Regions from separate parts of the Sus scrofa genome. Here region 1 is linked to region 2. The links are chromatin contacts, called in public Hi-C maps. All regions are on one chromosome and are shown on one strand. Each heading gives the region's core, a stretch centred on a gene start, on an enhancer-like site or on the middle of the called end of the contact. The rest is flanking DNA. Distances are from core to core; before and after follow the strand shown. Region 1 holds the start of TKFC (triokinase/FMN cyclase). Region 2 holds the start of TMEM216 (transmembrane protein 216).

Evidence for each region. Hi-C and Micro-C count contacts between places; a contact is called where the count stands out from the background.
Region 1: a contact with region 2 is called in a Hi-C map of adipose tissue, with 3 times the contacts expected there. The contact joins the promoter of TKFC here to the promoter of TMEM216 in region 2. A contact is called at or near these places in 2 of 5 promoter capture datasets (liver and skeletal muscle), 26 of 47 Hi-C or Micro-C datasets (adipose tissue, alveolar macrophages, blood and 14 more) and 2 of 2 datasets of contacts at active chromatin or transcription factors (alveolar macrophages and skeletal muscle).

The regions. Positions count from the first base shown.
Region 1 is chr2:10,167,714-10,173,928 of Sscrofa11.1, reverse strand. TKFC (triokinase/FMN cyclase) reads left to right here and starts at 2,477. Exons shown (of 18, transcript XM_021082941.1): 1 at 2,477-2,804; 2 at 3,963-4,058. The coding sequence starts at 4,056. It overlaps DDB1 (DNA damage-binding protein 1), which reads right to left and starts at 2,375. Exons shown (of 28, transcript XM_003122651.6): 1 at 2,171-2,375; 2 at 820-968. The coding sequence starts at 2,231.
Region 2 is chr2:10,118,862-10,125,500 of Sscrofa11.1, reverse strand. It overlaps TMEM216 (transmembrane protein 216), which reads left to right and starts at 3,235. Exons shown (of 5, transcript XM_013994239.2): 1 at 3,235-3,900; 2 at 4,557-4,658; 3 at 5,460-5,552. The coding sequence starts at 3,864.

The sequences.
Region 1 (6,215 bases), core at 1,228-3,727, 49 kb before region 2:
TCTCTGCCCTACATACAATGTATTCATCTAGTTCCACTCAGCTAATCTCAATTATTCCATTCATATTCTGAAAGACGAATGTAACGCCTCCTCTAATCTTCCTCCAAGTACTTGGAAAAAGAAAAAAAAAAGGGAACAAGGGAAGCTCAAATAGATCTACAAAGTCTTTCTTACTTATTAACCCAGACCCCAACAAAGTATTTGGTCCAAAGGATTATAATTTAAATTTTGAACCCCTTGCTTTCTCATCAGATGCAGTTAGGACATAATGAAGCACTGCAGTAGCTACTTAGATGAAAACAGTTGAATTATAACAATAATGGTAACAATAACGTGATGATAAGTGTTAACAGTGAACACTTCTTCCGTGCTAGGCCCTGTGTTATTAAATCACTTAATCCTCACAATAAACCAGAGGATTGGTTATCCCTGTTTTGCAGATGGGAAAAATAAGGCTCTGAAAGCTTAGCTGACACCCAAAGTTAGACTGAACAAGGACCAAAGCCTGCACGGCCCTAACCCTAGAGCTGACTCTTGGAATCACTGTGATGACCCATAGGACGGGGCCCACATCTCAAACCGCGTTTACAGTCCCTTCTAAAGAAGTCGACTTGATCCATTTTCCCCTAGTGAGTCTTTCCTACTTTTGGCAACTTGTTAAATAGAATATAAATTAAAAGCTGCCATTTGAAAAGAGAAGGGTTTCTCTCCTAAGCCTTATGGCACCCACCCCAAGCAAGCGATGGCATAAAAACAACGTAAATCCAACGACGACCTAGTTCTCCTTTGCTGCTGCAAGGCCCAACCCAGAACACTTACCTTGGGCCTGAAGAGCTCCATGACGGCAATCTTCCCATACATGCCCACCTCTTTGACGGGCCGAAGCCCCTCAGCGGTCACCACATAGATCTCTAACCTTGTGTTTTTGGCAATCAACAGGTTCAAGTCTTCAGCTGAAGTAAAGTGTCCTGAAAGAACAGATTCTCTAGTTTTTGAAGCCAAAGCACTATCTAAATTATCCTAGCATTTTCTACCTAAAACCTCCTAACATTCTCATTTACTGCACATATTTCTCTGGCTCCCTCCACTCGTTCCTTTCCCACCGATTCCTCAAAGAGCCTTGCTTCATACATTCAAGAAAGCTACTTCCCTAATCAGACTCCGAAAACTGGACTGGACCTAAGAGTAGCATGTCCTTCAACTTGACAATGACTGTGAAAACCCTTCGGCGGGCTCAGTGCCCTCAAATTTCACTTTTCCTTCTGCAGGGGCCCACTCATCCTCTAATTAAGGGATGCTGGAGAAAGTGCTCCTCTTTATTTTCAGTCTTTCTCTCAATTTTCACAAAATCTCTTACCAAACAGACCAGGTCGAATGAAAAAAACTGCCAGAGCCTTATCTTAAAACATGGCTTTAGCTGCATCTCTTGCCCTCCCAGCAGTCTACTAAAACCCCATCTGCACAGTTAGACTGCTTCCAACAACAGTTTTCTTTGGGAATCAGGATTAGGATTTACATAAACATACAAGTTTGAGGGCTTCATGTTTTGCTGAGAAGTTGGTTCAAAAGGATTATTCCCGATTCTGGGCATTTGCGTCTTTAAGAATCCTTGCATAAACAAGGCAAACCCAGCCTGGGCCGGGCCATTCCAAACCCTCCTCTCCAGCAGCTCCCTCTCGTAAACAACAGCCCCAAGCAAAGCAGACTCCTCTCTTTAGGGGGAATGCGGACCTTTCTCACATTCCCCCCACCTCCTGCACCTCCCAGGCTCTCCTACAGGAAAATTCTCGCTCCAGAGTCGCCATCACCACCGACCCCCTTCCCCCCCCACCACACGAGGTCAATCCCGCGGTCCAAGCAGCCCCGCACAATCAACTCACACTCCACTCTGTCCCAGTAGACTCAACCCTGTCCTCGAGGCCAAGTGACCTCAGGGAACGAAAGGGGACCCTCAAGCGCAGCTTTTACCCCCCACCCCCCACCCGAACGGCGCGTGATGAGACACCTTCTTTAGAGTCGGGGGCTGGGGGAGGTTTCTCGGCCGCCAGTGCCTTCCATTCCCCGGGCCTGGTCCTGGAGGCCGCCCAGGGGCCTCGGGCCTCCCTAGGCCTAGGTTCCCCCCCGCTCCAACTCCCTCCCCCGCCGGGGTCTCTTGCCGTGGCAGCCTCACCGGTCACGCAGCCGTTCACGGCGGTGGGCTTCTGTGCCGTTACCACGTAGTTGTACGACATGTCGAGGCCCGGGGCGGCCCAGCGGGACTCAAGCGCAACGATAGAAAGACGGACACGAGCGAAGAGACAGGGGGGCCCCCACCCGCGCGCGGCGAACTCCACTGCCGCTGCCTCCGCCCCGGAGACACGTTGCAGGCCAGAGCGGCCGAGGCGCGGGGCATCACGGGACGGCCTCACCTGGCCTCTTGGAGGACTCAAGGCGCGGGAGGCGGCCAACCAAGGGAGGCCCCGCCCCCCTGAGGCTCCGCCCCCTCCTACCGCCGGAGCCCCGAGAACCCGGATGAGGGCGCCCTGTTGGGGCGTCTTTGAGAAGCGGTGGCGGGTGCTGAGGTGGTGGATGCGGGCGTGAGCGGGTAGCGGAAGTGTGCGGACGTCCCCTCCTCCCCCGAAGCTGATCTGCGGATCTCATCCCCGGGCCTCGCCCCTCGCCTTCCCCAAACCCCGTCCACTCCCCTTTCATTGCTCCGGGAGCCGTCGGGGCTGTTTCCCCTTTGGGAACGGAAAGGTACCGCAGAGGCTTAGAGAGGGGAGGAAGGTGACATCAATTTGTGCATCTCCCAGACTAGCACCGAGGTTCGTACCTCCCTCCGCCTAACCCTCCCTGTACTTCTAAACTCAGCCGGTATCCTGCCCTGACCCTGGAATGACCCATCACCTGGCGGGAGCGGGGCGGCCGGGGGGGGGGGGGGGGGGAGGCTGGCACCTGGACGCTCCCCTTTCACCTCTGAACTGTGTTTGAACCGGCCCCGCAGGCCACTTGCCCAGCATTATTAGTGCCCCTATGGCTGTGCAAAGTCTTACCTCAAACACAAAATGAGAATTTACTTGGTGAGAACCTTAGTGACCCAAGAAAGCAGTCTGTTGGCCCTGAAACTTCCAGGCCATTCCACATCAGACAGACTCTGCTAGGAGGAGGAGGAGGAGAACCACGTGGCTTAGAGCACCTCCTGAAGACTAGGGAGGAGGCAACCCCCATTTTACAGATGAGGAAACTGAGGCTCGGCAAAATGGGTTTACCTAAGGTGCCCCCACAAGCAAGAGTTGCCAAGGCAGGTGTGGATTCTTTCCACTGCAGACACATGCAGTGAGGCCAAGACCCAGCATGACCCCAAGACACCTCTGAACTTGGCCGAACTGAAGGGAGCTAAACATCACCGTGGTTTACACACGTGGTTTCCCACACCGAAGACCTTGTGCCTTGACTCTGTAGGCACTGAATTATCGGTCAAACACAGGCTTTGTGGAAATACTAAACATGGGTTTGAGTCTCGGCTCTTACCAACATGGCATTGGACATGTTGGTAGAGCTCTCTGGGTCAGTTTCCCAGAAGCCAAATGGAGTCACGGACACGGCTGCCTCCTTGGGGCGTGCCAGCACCAACAAGAGCAAGTGTGTGGAGATGGTTATGAATATATTCACTGTGTTTGACGCCCGTGTAACAGATGAAGTTACTTTCTGGGTAACTTTGCCCCTTGGTGATAAGGTGGGCACTACTCCTGAGCACAAGGCAGCCCTGTGCCCAGCATGGGTCGATCAGTGTTCTGGCAGCCAAGGCGCGGGGGTGAACCTTGATCAGCCCCACGCTCTTCTCCATCCCCAGCCCACGTTCTAGAGTTTGGACCTGGATCAAAGTCTGGGGCAGCTCCCTAATTACTAAGGGCCCTGGAAGCACGATTGCACCAGTAGGCTGCAAGTGCCTTCGCAGCTCATGTTGTTACCCCCTCCTGCAGGCACTGCTTGCCGCTCAGGCCCCGTCGGATTGCCTGTCCTCCGGCAGCTCAGCGCGAAGGTGTGAACTCAGCTTCCTTCAGAGCCTCCCCGCCATGGTGAGTCCCACAAGGGCCAGGGAAGGGCACCATGGTCTTGGGGCAGCAAGAGTGCCAGTGCCAGGCAGGCTGGAGTCCCTTGCTCCCTGACCAACAGATGGCTGTGCCTCTTGAGGTTAAGAGAGAGGGTGGTCTTCCCTCACAGGGCCTGACTTCTCTTCATTTCCCAGCTGGGCCCAGCCAGGCCTGGATCCACCTGCCCCCTGTCTGGGTCATGCATTTCAATCGAATCTATGGAGTTCCCGTTGTGGCTCAGCAGGTTAAGAACCTGACTAGTATCCATGAGGATGGGGGTTTGATCCCTGGGCCTCGCTCAGTGGGTTAAAGGATCTGGCATTACCACAAGCTGTGGTGTAAGTCAAAGGCACAGCTTGGGTCTGGCATTGCTATGTCTGTGGTATAGGCTGGCAACTGCAGCTCTGATGTGACCCCTAGCCTGGGAACTTCTATGTGCTGCAGATATGGCCCTAAAAAGCAAAAAAAAAAAAAAAAAAAAAAAAAAAAAAAAGAGCATAAACAGCTACCTACTCTGTAATAGGCACTACCAGTCATTGGAGTTGTGAAGACAGACCTGGTGCCTCTTTTTGAGCCTTGGGCATGTGTGGGCTTGTGGGATCTACACTGTGGGAGGTTTAGCATAGGCCTGGAAAGACCTGGGTTCAAATTTCTGCCTACCACCAACCAGCTGTGTGACATTTTACTGAAGACCTAATTTCTCTGAGCCTCTTTCCTCATCTGCAATATGAGGCAGATAATCAATGAGATGTTGATCAGAGCAGGGTCCTAGCCGACTTTCCTTTCTTTTTCCATCCCTTCAGGCCACTGGGAACCAAGAATGGCACTGGTCCCCAAGCCTTCCTCTGCCTCTGGTTTGGGAATAGTTGCAAATCCCAGGCAGGACGGACTCTCCGGGGTGGCTGAGGGGGCACATTCTTGGAGGGCGGTGGCTGGGCATGGAATTGAGACCAACTGACAACGTCATCGAGTATTCCAGTCCCTGGCAGGCAGGCTCTGAGAGCCACAGGCCGAGCCCTTCCTAGAGCATGCTCTCTGCCATTTTCAGCCTCCCTTCAGCCCCTGGGGAAAGCAGCATGATAAGACCAAAACAGAACCAGCTTTGGAGCCAGGCAGACCTGGACACTTGCTGGCTGTGTGACCTTGGGCAAAGTCACTTAACTGTGAGCCTCGGTTTCCTCATCAGGCTAATTTGTCCAGTCGTGTTGTTGGAAGATTAAATGAGATTTGCTTAAAAGCACTTAGCACGCGGTCTGGCTCTCCATCCATGCTCTGGCCCCTGCCAGACCTAGGAAAGGCCACAGTTTGCATGAAGAACCTAGTTCCTCCCTGCAGGCTTGGGGAAGGAGCCTGGGAGAAGTACCCCTTGCCAGGACTGGGATCAGCTGCAGGCTGCTGCTGGGCCACTAGGCGGCGCTGGGAGCCCAGCCTGCTCTGTCCCAGTGGGGCACTAATTTCACTCTAATGGAGACAAAGGCAGGAGCTGCAGCAGACCCCATTCAGCGAGCTCCAGCGTTTAAGAGTTTGTTTGAAGAAGGGAGTAGCTCCTTTTAATTCAGTTTTTTGTGTACAACAGTCACGTACACTGGTATATTAGGTCCTCGTTTTTCAGAGGAACACCTGAAGAGTGAGCTCTCACAGCTGATGAAAAGCGCCCCATGCCTGGACCCCCCACTTCTGCACCCCCAGTCGGCTCAGCTGTAACTCTCAGGCCTGCCTGCCCTCCACCCTCCCGCCTGAGGCTCCCCAGGGCCAAGTTCCTCCTTTGGCTCCTGAGGCCCTGCCCACCTCTCCCTGTTGGTTACCTGACTGGTTGCTCAAGTCAGCCTAACGCACTTCCTGCCTGGCCCCTGGCCCTGGTACAGTTTCACACCCGCTCCCTTGGCCTGGAATACAGTCCCTGGTCCCTTTCCCCTCCCGGTGCCTCTCACTCCCTTTACCTAGCGGACTCCAATTTACCCTTTCCTAACACTTCCGGGAAATGCTAAGGAGGCCAAGGTCCCCCTCTTTGTGCCCCGGGGCAGGTGCACATCCCTCTTGTGTGGCACTTCCCACAGCACGTGGTAAGGACCTCTTTTGTTTCCACTGAGGGCAGGACCCGCGCTCTGTTTTTTCTCAGCGCCTAGCATTGAGCCTGGCACA
Region 2 (6,639 bases), core at 1,986-4,485:
CCCTAGAGTGCAGTGTTGGTGCTGGCTTATTTGCTGCTTGATAAGAAAGGTTCTGAGCCCTTGGTCCTGGGCTCTTCGATGTGTCATAACCCATTGTGTGCACCACCATCTGAGCTTGAGGTGGGAGAGCGTGGGCCCCAGGCTGAACAACTGTGGCCAGTCTCCTGATGACATTTCAAGACACCTGCAGGAGCATTTAGGCCCTGGTTAGATAAGGTGACCACAATTTCCTCTCACCCTACTTGGGTTGAGAGGGACTTTCCAGTCTGACATATACAGAGAAGGTTCTCAATCTAGGGAAGGGGCCTAAGGAGAGAGGGGCTACCAGCCTGTATGTCCTGCCAACCTCCCAGAAAACTTCACACTAAAATCTATCTTGTATACAGATAGCCAACAAGCACCTGAAAAAATTCTCAACATCACTGATTATTAGAGAAATGCAAATCAAAACTACCATGAGGTACCACCTCACACCAGTCAGAATGGCCATCATTCATAAGTCGACAAACAGTAAATGCTGGAGGGGCTGTGGAGAAAAGGGAACCCTCCTGCACTGTTGGTGGGAATGTAAGCTGGTACAGACACTATGGAGAACAGTATGGAGGTACCTTAGAAAACTATACATAGAACTACCATATGAGCCAGCAGTCCCACTCTTGGGCAATTATCCAGACAAAACTTTCTTGGAAAAAGACATATACACCTGCATGTTCATTGCAGCACTATTCACAATAGGCAAGACATGGAAACCACCCAAATGTCCATTAACAGATGATTGGATTAGGAATATGTGGTATATATGCATAGTGGAATACTACTCAGCCACAAAAAAGAACGACATAATGCCATTTGCAGCAAGCAACATTGATAGAACTAGAGACTCTCATCCTGAGTGAAGTAAGTCAAAAAGAGAAAGACAAATACCATATGATATCACAAATGAACCCTTCCACTCATGGACTTGGAGAATAGATGTGTGGTTGCTGAGGGGGAGGGAGCGGGATGGATTGGGAACTTGGGGTTAATAGATGCAGACTATTGCCTTTGGAATGGACAAGCAATCATATCCTGCTGTGCAGCACTGGGAACTATGTCTAATCACTTATGATGGAGCATGATAATGTGAGAAAAAAGAATCTATACATGTATGTGTAACTGGGTCACCCTACTATACAGTAGAAAATTGACAGAAATTCACAGAACACTGTAAGCCAACTATAATGAAAAAAATAAAAAAATAAATAAATAAATATATATATATATATATATATATATATATCAGCAAAAGATGCACATGCCACCAGGAAGGACCCTGAGTCAGTAGAAATATGGGCACAAACAAGATAGTTGGCTAGAGACAACACCCCACTCCTGACAACTTGGAGCACTGGCCCCCCATAAAAGCTATAGAAGCCACTCTTATTGTACACAGCTCTTTCTGTAAGCTCACCCCTGTGTGCTCTTTCACATGTACTGTGCTTTTTTTTAATTGGCCACACTTGTGGTGTGCATTGAACCTGAGCCACAGTAGTGACAGGCCAGGGATTGAACTTGAGCCACAGCAGTGACAACACTGTATCTTTAACCCACTGAGCTACCAGGGAATGCCACACATACTGTACTTTATTTTTGCTTTTTTAGGGCTACACCTGAGGCATATAAAAGTTCCCAGGCTAGGAGCTGAATCAGAGCCACAGCTGCCGACCTACGCCACAGCCACAGCAACTCAGGATCCAAGCCTTGTCTCTGACCTACACTGCAGCTCACGGTGATGCCGGATCTCCAACCCACTGAGCAAGGCTAGGAATGGAAGCACATCCTCATGGATAAAAGTCAAATTCGTTTCAGCTATGCCACAACAGGAACTCTCCATACTGTGCTTTTAATAAACTGCACCTGCTTCACGGTCTTGGTCACCTTGCTGAATTCTTCCCCCAAGGAAGATAAGAACCAAGGTCTCTCACTGCCGAACTCAAGCTCATTGTGTTACTCATAGGCCCTGGGTACCAGGGAACCAGGATGCCACAATGATGCTCCTGTGTTTGTTATTTCAATCTTATTGCCTATTTTTAGCACCGATGGGAGCTACTCCTTGCTGTCTATGACAGGAGTCAGCAAAATTTTACTTAAAGGGCCAGATTGTAAATATTTAAGCCTGTGAGCCATATAGTCCTAACAAGTGATGCAACGACTCAGCCTGAAAGCATGAAAGCCTATTACATGAAAGCAGATGTATTTCATGGATGTGGCTGTGTCCCCCCCAAAAAAACTGGAAGAAACAGGTCTTCAGATAGGTGTTTTGGGGAGAAGACTTTATGAACCCAATCCTGGCATCTCCTCATATCTAGAAAAGCGCTAAAATCCTTCATGGTGATGCCTGCTCCTCATGACTAGCGGGAAACTTCACCAAAGGAGAGTAACTTTCTGCTAAATTGTACCACCCCTTTCACCAAAATCACATATATACTGGCATTGCCCCCACTTTTTTGGAGCATTTTTTTTTCCAGAGCTATCTGAAATGCTGCCTCCCAGGCTATAGTCCTCACTTTGACGGCCCAAAAATTTAACTCACAATTCTCACATTGCGCATTTTTTAAAAGTCTACAAGTGTGACATCTTTTTCCTGTCCTACCCTTCCTGACAGTGGGCTAACCCCTATGTCACCCTGAGTCCATTCAAACCCCTTCTTCCTGTGATGGAACATGATGGAGGAAAATGTAAGAAAAAGAATGTATGTATATGTGTAACTGGGTCACTTTACTGTACAGCAGAAATTGACAGAACATTGTATCAACTACAATAAACAAAATTTTAAAAAAGCAAAAAACAACCCTTCTTCCTAGTCCCCTGCCCTGTGGGGTAACACATTTTTACTGCTCCAAATCATAACAAGTTTCAAAGCCCAGTTTACAGGCCATGTCTTGGAAACGTCTCCCAACCCCTACCGAGAGTACTTTGTCTTCTCAACTGCCACTGCACATTGGGGTCAAGTGCTGATTATATTTCATCTTTTGCTCTTATTTATGCTCCTTGAAAGGAGCCTCCAGTTCCGACTAACTTTGGTACCTTCTTCTTCTTCTTTTTATTTTTTTTATTTTGTTTGTCTTTTTAGTTTTTAGGGCCGCAGCCGTGGCACATGGATGTTCCCAGGCTGGGGGTCGAATTGAAGCTGTAGCTGCCAGTCTATGCCACAGCAACCTGGGATCCTGGCCACGTCTGCAACCTACACCACAGTTAACCACAGCGCTGGATCCTTAACCCACTGAGCAAGGCCAAGGATCCAACTTGCATCCTCATAGATACCAGTCAGGTTCCTTTCCGCTGAGCCACAAGGGAAACTCCAACTTTGGTATCTTCTAACTCCCTGGTACATAAATCAGATGCATAGAAAAACCCTACCCCCGCATCCCCTCCCCTCAGAAAAAGACTGTTTACACAAAGGATCCCCAAACTCCACGCCGCATTTGCAGCGCACTGTCGCGCACACTATTTCTCATTTTAAGACCCATGTTAGTAAAGAAACCATGGGACCAGGGCCTATTCACCAACTCTGATCACATTACCACTACTGGCTGCTTCGAACAATTCCTGGTAAATTTGGGATGGGGGCGGGGCGAAAACTGCCCCGCCCTCGGAGTCCTGCAGACGACATCATCTGCTTTCTTATCAGTCCTCTGCCAAAACCCCAGCGAAGTCGGTTCGCGGCCCGCGCTCCTCCCGGCGCAGGCGTGGCCGTCACAAGAGTGCCCCCGGCCCCAGGTAACCATCGAGTGCAGCAGGCGGATAGAAGGGCCCGAATCCAGGGCCGCTCCGTCCCTCGCTTCCGGCAACGCCTCGCTGCTCCAGGAGTGCTGTAGCCGCGTATGCAGTTTCCATGGGGACTGAAGATGGCGCCGCGAGGTGAGGTTCTGGAGGTGTGTGAGTTGCTGGTCCTGATCCCTTCAGTTTCCCCCCCCACCCCGCCCTCCTCTCCCAGCGTCGACCTGAACCCTCCATTCTCCTCACTTGTCCACAGCAGGGTTTAGCAGCCTCACCTACCCTGAGTGCCAGAAGGTCTCGAGATGTGGGTCTCAAATACCCCCAAATCCTTGGCTCAGCCTGTTCTAGGCCGGCTCAATAGGAATTTGCAGCGTGGCTTCACACTGGCCAGTGCTGTCTCTGGGTCCCAGTTTTCCTTCCTAAATAGCGACGAGGTTAGATCCCTGACTTTCACCCCCAAAGCCGAAGCGGTAGAGTTTGATGGCGATTCTGGAAAGGAGGAGATTGAAGGAAACACACACACACACTCACTCCTCATCAGCAAACAGAAGTGCCCCCAGGGACCCTTTCTGTCAGCTGAAACCCCTCCACACTCCGTACGCACACGCGCGTGCACACACACACACACACACACCACACAGACACCTTCTCATCAACAATCAGAAGTGCCGCCAGTGGCCCTTTCCACCAGCTGCGGCCTCCTGTTTCCTCCAAGTTAGACACAGAACCATTCAAATAACTGGGGTTGAGCTGCCTGCCCTCCAGCCCGTCTCTTTTCTCTGTGCTCCTATTTTCAGGTAAACGGTTATCTTCCACCCCCCTGGAAATCCTCTTCTTTCTGAACGGGTGGTATTATGCTACCTATTTCCTGCTGGAACTCTTCATATTTCTGTATAAAGGTAAGGTCTGGGGTTTAACTACCCTTTCCCCAACATCCCTTCCCCACTTCAGCCCAGAGCCAGCTCCCACCCAAAGCCTTATTTTTTCATTCTTTTCTGCTCCCCTGCAGCTCTTCTTCACTGCAAGGTCTCTTCATCAGATGGCTTCCTTGAGAATGATTCAGTAGGAAGCCACTCAGCAAGAATTTCTTGAGTTTGGGAAATGGGGGCTTCTCCCTTCTGACTCTCCCCTGTCACCTCTCTTTGCTGAACTCCACTTTAAGCCCATTGGTGACCCTCAGAAGCTATTCAGCGCCGTATATCCGTGTACATCTGATCTGATAACTGGAGAGTGGCGTCCCCACAGAATCTTTTTTTTTTTTAAGGTTTTATTGAAGTATAGTGATTGCAACTATAAATTGATTTGCAATGTTGCGATAATTTCTGCTGTACAACAGAGTGATTCATTTACACATATCCACATCTCCATTCCTTTCCAGATTCTTTTCCCATGTAGGTTATCACAGAATACTGAGTAGAGTTCCCTGTGCTATAAATAGCAGGTCCCCACTGACCACCCATCCATTCCATATGCAGTAGAGCCCCACAGACTCTTGGAGTTAGGAGTAAAAGCCCATAATTACGAGCCTGCCTCTAACAGACATAGCCGCACCATGAGTTAACGGATCCTGCCCGTATCTCAGTAAGTAGCTCATGGGAAGAGAACATGATAAGACTCATGTTCTCTTTATTCCCAAGTGAGTGGGAGACCTTGTGTGTGCTGTTCGACGTTGTTTGCAAACTCTGGCTTTTGTATCGCAGGTCTCCTGCTACCATATCCAACAGCCAATCTGGTCCTGGATGTGGTGATGCTCTTCCTTTATCTTGGCATTGAAGCAATTCGACTGTTTTTTGGTGAGTGTTGTCCAGAGGCTATTTCCATTCCTTGCGAGATGAGCTGGTATCTGTAACTTGATGAACAAAGAAAAGCACTTAACCTTGGCTCACAATGAGAGAGTGGATCTGGTGGCATATCCCGTTACACCCTCTCTGAAGTTTCAGGCGGCTTCATACTTGGGGTCAAGACTTACCTGTCTATTGCTCTGTTGCGCCACAGGTGGGTGGCGGCATGAGATATTAGATCATTCCTTCCCGATTATCTAACTACAGGAGTGCCTGGTTCCTCTCACTGGTTTCTTGGGAGAAGAGATTTCGTTGTAACTCCATGTCCAGGGCAGTAGATCAGCAATAAGGTCCCCTCCGGTTCTCTGAAAAAGGATTTCTCTAGGACAAGTTTACATCCCCGGAGGTACAGAGCAATCCCTCATGAGTTACCTCATCCCTGAAAACGGTGTTAAAACATACACTGAGGGAAAAAAATAACTTCAACAAAAAGAGGTTCACATAAAGAACTAAGAAAAAGATAACCTCGTTTTAAAAATTAGCAAGGGAGGAGTTCCCTTTGTGGCTCAGCAGGTTAAGAACCCAACTAGTATCCATGAGGATACGGGCTCAATTCCCGGCCCCGCTCAGTGGGTTAAGGATCCAGTGTTGCCGTGAGCTGTGGTGTAGGTCGCAGACATGGCTCAGATCCTGTGTGGCTGTGGCTGTGGCTGGTAGCTGCAGCTTCTCCATTTCAGCCCCTAGCCTGGGGACCTCCATATGCCGTGGGTGTGGCCCTAAAAAAAAGTGCACTGGGAGTTTCTGTTGTGGCTCAATGGCAATGTGCCTGACTAGTATCCATGAGGTTGTGGGTTCGATCCCTGCTCTTGCTCAGTGGGTTAAGGATCTGGTGTTGCCGTGAGCTGTGGTGTGGGTCGCAGACGTGGCTCAGATCCCGCATTGCTATGGCTCTGGTGTAGGCCAGAGGCTACAGCTCCCTAGCTGCGAAACTCCATATGCAGCGGGATCGGCCCAAGAAATGGCAAAAAAAAAGAAGAATCACAAAGGACCAGTAAACATTATAAAATGCCCAAACTCACTAATAAAAAGCAAATTGGAA